2 separate regions of the Sus scrofa genome follow, and region 2 is linked to region 1. A link is a contact called in public HiChIP or PLAC-seq data. All regions are on one chromosome and are shown on one strand. The core of a region is the stretch at or near the end of the contact, and the rest is flanking DNA. Distances in the headings are between cores, read along the strand shown.

Region 1 (4,183 bases), core at 1,111-3,610:
ACTCCGCTAAATAATATTTGGGCTAGAGAGGAAACCCAAAGTGTGATGAAGAGTATTTTTAAATCAAATGGAAATACTATATGTCAAATTTCACAGACTACTCCCCAAACATAAAAGTATAAATGAAGCATCTCCCTAAAAATGTAACGAGTGATCATAATAAGCAAAAGAAAAATACAACGTTACATAAGGAAATGTGAAAAATAGTTTGCTCTTTTAACATTTTAAAATCATTAACCAAAAGAAAAAAAAAAAAAACACCCTTACTTTACTTCAAAAGGAATTAGTAAAAAATATGGCTAACTTAGAAATTGGCCATTCAGGTTATCATTGGATATTTTTAAAGTAGATGTCAACCAGAAATCAGGATGTAAAAATTTGAGAAGTCTAATAGAAATGTGACTTATGTTATTGTTTATTTCAAGATTTTGTAGCGACTCTTGAATAGCAGCTCAATATGTATTTTTTATGTAGCTTTGTGTTGACAGGAGATAGATAAGTCCGGCTGGAGGTATGGGAAATGCTTCCCTTTCATCTCATTCTTTGAACAGCAGCTTCTAAGATCTATCACTAAGAAAACTAGTCATCTGTCTGTTCTTCTACCTCTGTTCATTTCAGTGACTCAAAACCAGAATCTCGCAGGGTGAGAACAGCACCCATCCATTTAAAAATATGTAATTGCAAAATGATTTTGTGTTAGCAAGATATTACATGGAAAAACTTTTGAAAAGAGACAAAAATTGGCATGTATCACATTCCGATGAGACATTTCTCTGCCTTGCTCGAGAAACCACTACTGTTTGTCCAAGATATTCCCGGAGTGGGGGTCGGGTGAGGGAGAAGAGAGGATGATACGTCTGGGTGGGATGAGGACTTGTGACGCTCGTGCTGGTGAGACCCGGGGACCCTTCCAAGACTGGGGCAAAGGGCTTCCCGTTGAGTTGACTTCAGGATTCTTTGGCATCTCCTAATTCAAATGAAACACGATAGCTACCTTTGGCTGTTTCCTCTGCTTAATCCCCCAAGGAAATCCCTTTGCTTTTCAGAGATAAAAAGTGAGTAGAACAAAGAGAAAGTCAGGGTAAGCACAGGGGCCTTTTGCTATAGAATTTCACTGAAGCCTTTCCAAGCCCTGAGGATAGAACCCAAGGGCTATCCTGTTATTCCTACACCTGGATTGAATATCAAGGTCTGTGAGAAGATGAATCATTTAGAAACCTGGTGTCCTCGTAGGGCGCTGTTGCTTTAAAAAAAAAAAAAAAAAAACCTCTAATAACTGTGTCAAAGGCAAAAAAAAATCACATAAAAAGTTCAACGTTGTTACATCCTCTTTCTGTACCGGTTTCAGGCAGCGAGAGTCAGAACTGCTGAGAGTGCGAAGACCTGCAGCGCCTGGTGTCGTGGGTCGTTCTCTCTCTGAAGGGGAGACATGAAAGGGGCAACATTTAGGCTGAGAAGAGAACAAACGGCTGGAGGTGGCAATTCGAGCGCAAGGGAACACCCGTCGAAGACGCTCGTGATTTTCATTTTCGTTTTGTCCTTAAACTGAACGATGGAGGCAAAAGACACAGGACTTGATTTCGAACCGTAACGATCAGCGATCGGGGGAAACACACATGAAAGAGAAAAAAATTGGCATGTTTCACATTCCGATGAGACACTTCGGGACCTCACAGGATCCGATTCAGTTGTTTCCCATAGAGCACGTGCTTAACTCAGGAGCGCAGGTCAAAGCTCAGGTCACACCCGAGGGTGTTTCAGAATCCGCAGGGGGAAGTAATGATGGCCTCGGTGTAAAAAACTAGAGATGCTAAAAAGCCTAGATTGTATGTATTCACCATTAATATAAGTATTTGATGTTTTAGACGGCTTGTACTATTCCAGCTGCTGCATGACCAAAAGGTCCTATAAGCAGCTTTTCCTACTCCCACCTCCCGTCTCACCCCATACATCCCTTTTCCAGTGTTGCTCAAGCTGGCTGCTGGTTTAGCCAGAGCTGCAGACTGACATTGAGCAGATGTGTTTTGTCTGGCCTCTAGAGTATTTTGCTTTTCAAATTAGGTGTCCCTGTTTTAAAAGCTAATAATTTCACATGAAAATCCAGATTTCTGGCTGCCGTTGAAAAACGAAGCACGGGTACACATTCTGTGTTGTATCTTACATTATTGCATATCAGGCACCCAGTTTCACACGGTGGTAACTTCCAGTTCACTCTTCTGCTTGTCTTTGCGGTCTAGACCCACTGTGTTGAGTCAGTATCTGAACAGCATGGCTTGCGTGTCTCAAAGACACGGCTCTTGTGATCACGAAGCCTTGGAAGTGGTGGAACTCAGGAAACACATTTCTCGATTTTGAGGAAGCAGAAATACAGTGATGGATTCGTGCCAGGACCCGGGCTCCAAGCACCGTCTCTTTACACCAAAGCCAGCCCCCTTCCTGCTGCTCCATGCTACCTCCTTGGTTTATGTTTTATTTCGAAATAATAGATTTCAAAAACCATAGAGCTTTAAACTAATCATGTTAAGTCAAAAAAAGTCCCACAGTACAATATGATTATAAGTGTTAAAAGGGTGCTGAGCAGCCGCATTGGGGGAATTTTTTTTTTTTTCCTCTTTCCAAACTTTCTTCATGATTATCTATTAACTTTTACAAGGAAATAAAACTCTTATTTTTCAACGTTCCGGGGACACTGAAGCAGCCGCTTTGCCTGGTCACGACCGTCCCACCTCCCGTTGCCAGAAACTCACTTCCTTGTTTCCCTCGTAGCTCAGCTGGCCTTGTGCCTCCACCCCGACTAATGAGACGGAAAGGGAAGTCGGCTGGTGGCTCCACGTTTTCAGAACTTTCAGTCTTCAACAGTTATGTGAAAATGCCAAGCAGAACTGTGGAGGAAGAATTACAGATGCTAACCTTGAGTGGAAAAAAACAAAAACAAAAGCATACATCTTTTATGCAGCTTTAGATAACTGCAGCCAACACTACCCTAGGGTTTATGCAACTGGTAGGTTTTCTATTACTTGCAGCCAAAAGAGCAGTACACATAAGGATATTTACATTTTCCTTCAGCTGCTTATTTTCCAAATACTAGCTAAGGAAATTGAAATAAGAGCCAATACGTTTGATTATCTCACCCGATGGAGTGGAGCGGTCAGGCGGCCAACAGAAGACCTCAACACAAAAGCCTACAGATGGTCCCTCATTTTAGTTCATTTTTCACAAGTTTGGTTCTAACATTCCTTGGGAGCCAGGGGACTGATTAGGTAGAGAGCTCTTTATTCTGGTCATTTTTACAAAGGAAACAAGCTACGTGTTTGATTTCCTAAAAACATTCTACTTATGCTGAAGATGCGGAATACACACTCAGGATGCACTGTATTTGTGAAGCTGGCTGTTAGGGGCGAGGAGGTACGACTATGAACTTTAGAAAGACGATGGGGGGGGGAGCCAGGGGGAGCAAGGCAGAGACACTGCAGCAACTGGGGGCCCTTTCAGAAAGGGAATTTAAGTGTTGGCAGAAGGTTAGCCTGAAGAAGCCTTGTAAAACCTGAGAGCTCTTAGATTCTTGTGGGCTCAAGGATGAGAGATGTATTTGTTTCAGGTAATGCAGGGCGTATGTGAAAATAAAGGAAGTGAGCAGCTCAATGACGATTCCAGGTGGAGGTTAGCTTAGAAGAGGTTACTCATCACTTGGCGAGGACGCTGTAGTTTGGAAGAGAGGAGGGGAGGTTCAGGACCCTCTCCTACGCTAAGGCTCTGAGATCCCACGGCCTCTACCTGCTGAGCTGTTCCAGGCAGAAGTTCAGGGAACAGAGGAGACTCCCATCTAAGACAGCCTTGATGAGTTTCGAACCTTAAGAAACTTTCTCCGAGGCAGATATTTGACAAGCAGTGGGCTTTAAGAGCTCACCTGTGTCCCACAGGGATGCAATTTAAACGCAATTCATCCCTTGGGTTGACTGAAAAGATACCACGTACTTGATGGTGAGCAGAAGGCCTGTTTCTCACCTCTGGTCACTATTTTGAATCGAGGCATTGAAGCCCTTGTATTAAAGATGTGTGTGTGTCGGGGTTCTCTGGTGGTGTGGTGGGTTAAGGATCTGGCACTGTCACTGCTATGGCTTGGGTCACTGCTGTGGCCCAGGTACAATCCCTGGCTGGGGAACTTTGGCATGCCACAGTTTTG
Region 2 (4,210 bases), core at 541-3,040, 330 kb after region 1:
TTTCTCTTTGGGGTTGATCTAGTTATTAATGGAAGTGATAATTATAACGGAAAAGAGTTACGCAGAGTTCACGTGCGCCAGGCACTGTCCTAAGTGCTCTGCCTGGATTCACTCCTATGTCCCCACATCAACCCTACAAGGTAAACTATACCATGATGTTTATAGTTATTGTACAGCTGAAGTACAGAGATGCAAAATAATTTTCCCAGAGCTTCAAAACTATTACCTGGGAGTGGGAAGAAGGGAGTGGGGAGGGGCAAGATGGGGGTAAGGGATGGAGAGGCACAAACTGCTATGCATAAAATAAATAAACAATAAGAACATATTACAGCACAGAGAATATAGCCAATACTTTACCATTATAAATGGAATATAACCTTTAAAATTGTGAATGCTGTAAATGTGAAATTTATGTAATATTGTACACCAACTATATCTCAATTTAAAAAAACAACTGTTAACTGGTAGAGATAGCTTTCAAACCCAGATAGTCTGATATCAGACCTATGTAGTTAACCACTATTCTGTGCAGTCTCCTAAGGCCTGATACTTAAACATTTCTGAATCATTTACATCTATGTTCATTTATTGGATATGACAGCATCTTTTAGCTCTTAATTCTGTGTCAAACTACACAGCAGTTTTATTTATGTCTCTGTGTGTATGTGTGCATGTGTATGTAAGTTAAAGAAAATTAAAATTATTTTCAAACAGAATTTTGTAATCTCTTTAGAGAAAGTTGTGAACAACATTCAGTGTCATAAGAATATGTTTAGGAATCACCTGTGCAATATTTGTATCCACATTTCTGTTAATATTAACTTGAAAGGAGAAACTGCTGGATACTCTGCCCTTTAAAATAATGCTTTAATCTAGGAGTTCCCATTGTGGGGCAGCGGAAACAAATCTGGCTAGGAACCGTGATGTTGAGGGTTCGATCCCTGGCCTCGCTCAGCGGGTTAAGGATCCGGCATTTCCGTGAGCTGTGGTGTAGGTCACAGACACAGCTTGGATCTAGATTTGATGTTGCTGTGGCTGCAGTGAAGGCCAGCAGCTCTGATTGGACACCTAGCCTGGGAACCTCCATAGGCTGTGGGTGTGGCCCTAAAAAGTAAAACAATAAAAAATAAATAAAATAAAATAATTCTTTAATCTTTTCCTTCCAAAGTTTTCTATATCTTTTCCCCAGTGCCTCAATGCTAAACCTGAGTGTGTGAGCTTGAAATACATCTAAATATTTAGTGGTGTCATACTATTTTTTCAGTCATTCAAGTTTGTCCTAATGGAATATTGTTGGGACAATGATCAAAACGATTTGGGGCTTCAGCACAATAATGCTATTTAGTCCAACTTGAAGTCTGTATTTAGGTTCCAATTTCTGCTTAATTTTTGCCTACTTCTTGGTAGGAACAATCATACATATCTATTTGATATGATTTAACTTAAAGCATAACCAAACCTTCACCAAAGAGAGTTTTACCAATATAGTCATAAAATATTATCATAATAATATCATAATAGTCTGATACTTTTCATAATATCATCAGTGATTATTTATTAGATTTCCATTTGACATATGACGTTGAATTAAATTACTACCATCATTTACGGTTTGGGGGTGATGACAATTATGGTGACATGCTTCAATCCAGCCTTTTAAACTGCAAATCTGTAGAGGTATTTTATTTTAGGGGCCAGAAATAATTTAGCATTCTATTAAGATTTACATTACTGAAAACTGAGTCTGACACCTAAATGCTGCATGATTGATGGTGTTTCTGTACCCTCTAGTGGTCTGATGCAGAACTGAAATAACCAAGAGAAAAATAGCCTGGGAATTCTGGGGTGTGGGTGGCAGCACCTGCTTGGCCTTGAATTATAAAAGGCAAAGATAAGAAGAGATTTCAGGCCAGGCTTCTAGAATTGGCCAATGTGAATGTGAATTTTCATCGCTAAGCTTATTTTACAGGCATGAAAGAAGGAATGGTGGTAGATTTTAAAAAAATTCCTCCTTTAAATGTCTTACTTTTTTCGAAATGTTGGAGTTTGTCGTATATTAAACAAATGTTTTCTATCTATGAAGGTTTCTCCTCAGTGACATTCTTGATGTTTTGGGATCTATAATGCTTTGTTGCAGGGGCACCCCCTCTGCACTGTAAGATGTTTAGTAGCATCCCTGCTTCTTACTTACTAGATACTAGGAGCATCCTCAGCTGTAATAACCAGAATCACCTCCAACGTTGCCAAATGTCCCTTGGGGGAAAATTCCCAACCGAGAATCATCTTAACGATTTCTGTTAGGTAAGGCAGAAAGAGTCTGCCAATCGAAACGAATAGGTCAGTGAACATTTAGCATGAGTCAAGCCATGTACCTGTATTATTTAATTTTTTTTTTTTTTTTTTTTGTCTTTTGTCCTTTTAGGACTGCACTGGTGGCATGGGGAAGTTCCCAGGCTAGGGGTCCAATAAGAGCTGTAGCTACTGGCCTACATCAGAGCCAGAGCAACACCAGATCTGAGCCGCATCTACGACCTACACCACAGCTCACGGCAATGCTGGATCCTTAACCCGCTGAGCAAGGCCAGGGATCAAACTTGCAACCTCATGGTTCCTAGTCTGATTCGTTTCCGCTGCACCACGACGAGAATGCCTGTATTATTTAATTTAATCTTTATTAGAATCCTCAGGGGTCAGTCCTATTATTGTCCATTTTACAGATAAGGAGAGTTGAGTAAATTTCATGGCATCACGTAGGTAAGTAGTAGAGTCAACGTTAAACTCTAGATTGGCTCTGGGCTTTGCATTTGAAAAGATTCTACTACAAGAGTATAGCTTCTAATAAGCTCCTAAGTGAGTAAAAAACAGAATTATTGATTTACAAATAATAATAATCCACAATTGCCAGTTTATGATAATTTTCTGAATCAACAAAACAGAAGGACCAGAGAGTATTCTGACATTGTGAAGGCTTGTTTTTTTCCACTCATTTATCAAGTACCCACTCTCCATACAGATATAAAAATGAATAAAATAAAGCCCCACCCTCTGAAGCTTACTTAGATTGCTGTGAGCCAAAAGCAAATGAGCAAAGACATGTCTAATCTTTCATTTAGTAACATGCTATGGAGAAAATAAAATAAATTAGCCCTCTCTATCCCATAGATAGGGTAGAGTGCTTCTATTTTGTACAAAGTAGTGGGGAAGTAAGTATTCCTAGTAGTGAGAACAGCAAATGCAAAGGCCCTGAGGTAGAAGAAGATTTGAAGTGGGAGCAGCTTGCAAGCATGGTAAGGGAAAAGCAAGACGCCCGTGGAGTGGGAGCAGAGTGAGTGAGGAGGAGGGTAAGAGATGAGACAGAGGGGAATGGTGGGAGGGAAGGGAGGACCAAAGATCGCCTGAGGCCCCAGGAAAAGGACTGCTCCACTTTCACTCTTTACTGAGATAAGTATTTATTGAGAAGTGCCATGATCTGGCTAATTTTTCAAAAAACTATGTCCATTTTCTTTCTCTGATTTGGGAAGTAATTTATCATAATGGTTAAGACTACAAGTTCCGGAATCAGACTGACCTCATTTTTAAAGGAAGTCTTTAAGAACTCACTCCTTGTGGGCTTTGGGGCAAGTCATTTAACTTATCTGATCTTCTGAGTTCTTATCTGCAGAAAAGATGTGGTAATATCCTAGTTAATTGAATTTAAGTGCCATTAGACAAAAGATGCACCATGGTTTTCTGTATCAGTAAGAAAATTACAAAACAACACTGCTAATCATATGTGAGTCAGTCAAACCAGGCTCTCCAAGTGTGAAAATGTCCCTAAGCTATTCTTGGGGATTTGGTCATTTGTCCTGGCTTCGTTTGCATTGCTTGGCATGCAATAGGCAATTATTTTGCATAAATCTCAGTAATGAAAGGAAGCACAGTTTCATCTATTTTTTGGTAACTTCATTTCTTAGGGTTCCACAAAGCATTTGGGTGTTGCTTTGTAAGAAAATATGGAATCGGTTTCTTTCTTTCCTATGATGAATACTTGCTTAACTATTACCAAATTTAACCCACTTTCTTGCTGAGTTTTTGTGTGGCTCTGCTTGTGAAATAATCTTTAGTTGAAATACCAGATCATGGTGCAAAATATTTTTAAACAGCAATTCAATCCAACATATGCAGTGCCAGTGATAAGTCAACTGAACTGACAGTATTACACATTCACAGA

The links. HiChIP or PLAC-seq counts read pairs in DNA pulled down with a chosen protein or histone mark.
Region 2: a contact with region 1 is called in an H3K27ac HiChIP or PLAC-seq map of alveolar macrophages. The contact joins two enhancer-like sites. A contact is called at or near these places in 1 of 47 Hi-C or Micro-C datasets (brain) and 2 of 2 datasets of contacts at active chromatin or transcription factors (alveolar macrophages and skeletal muscle).

What each region holds. Positions count from the first base shown.
Region 1 is chr5:93,252,426-93,256,608 of Sscrofa11.1, forward strand. LOC110260801 (a long non-coding RNA gene) reads right to left here. Exons shown (of 2, transcript XR_002344271.1): 2 at 1-2,882. Among named protein-coding and RNA genes, the nearest start is that of DUSP6, 49 kb to the right of the region's middle. Within about 2 kb of position 2,361, at least 38 of the 83 cell types and tissues checked have an H3K27ac peak or open chromatin away from gene starts, as enhancers often do. A contact at or near this core is called in alveolar macrophages, where this site is marked.
Region 2 is chr5:93,579,996-93,584,205 of Sscrofa11.1, forward strand. No RefSeq gene overlaps it. Among named protein-coding and RNA genes, the nearest start is that of DUSP6, 280 kb to the left of the region's middle. Within about 2 kb of position 1,791, at least 4 of the 83 cell types and tissues checked have an H3K27ac peak or open chromatin away from gene starts, as enhancers often do. A contact at or near this core is called in alveolar macrophages, where this site is marked.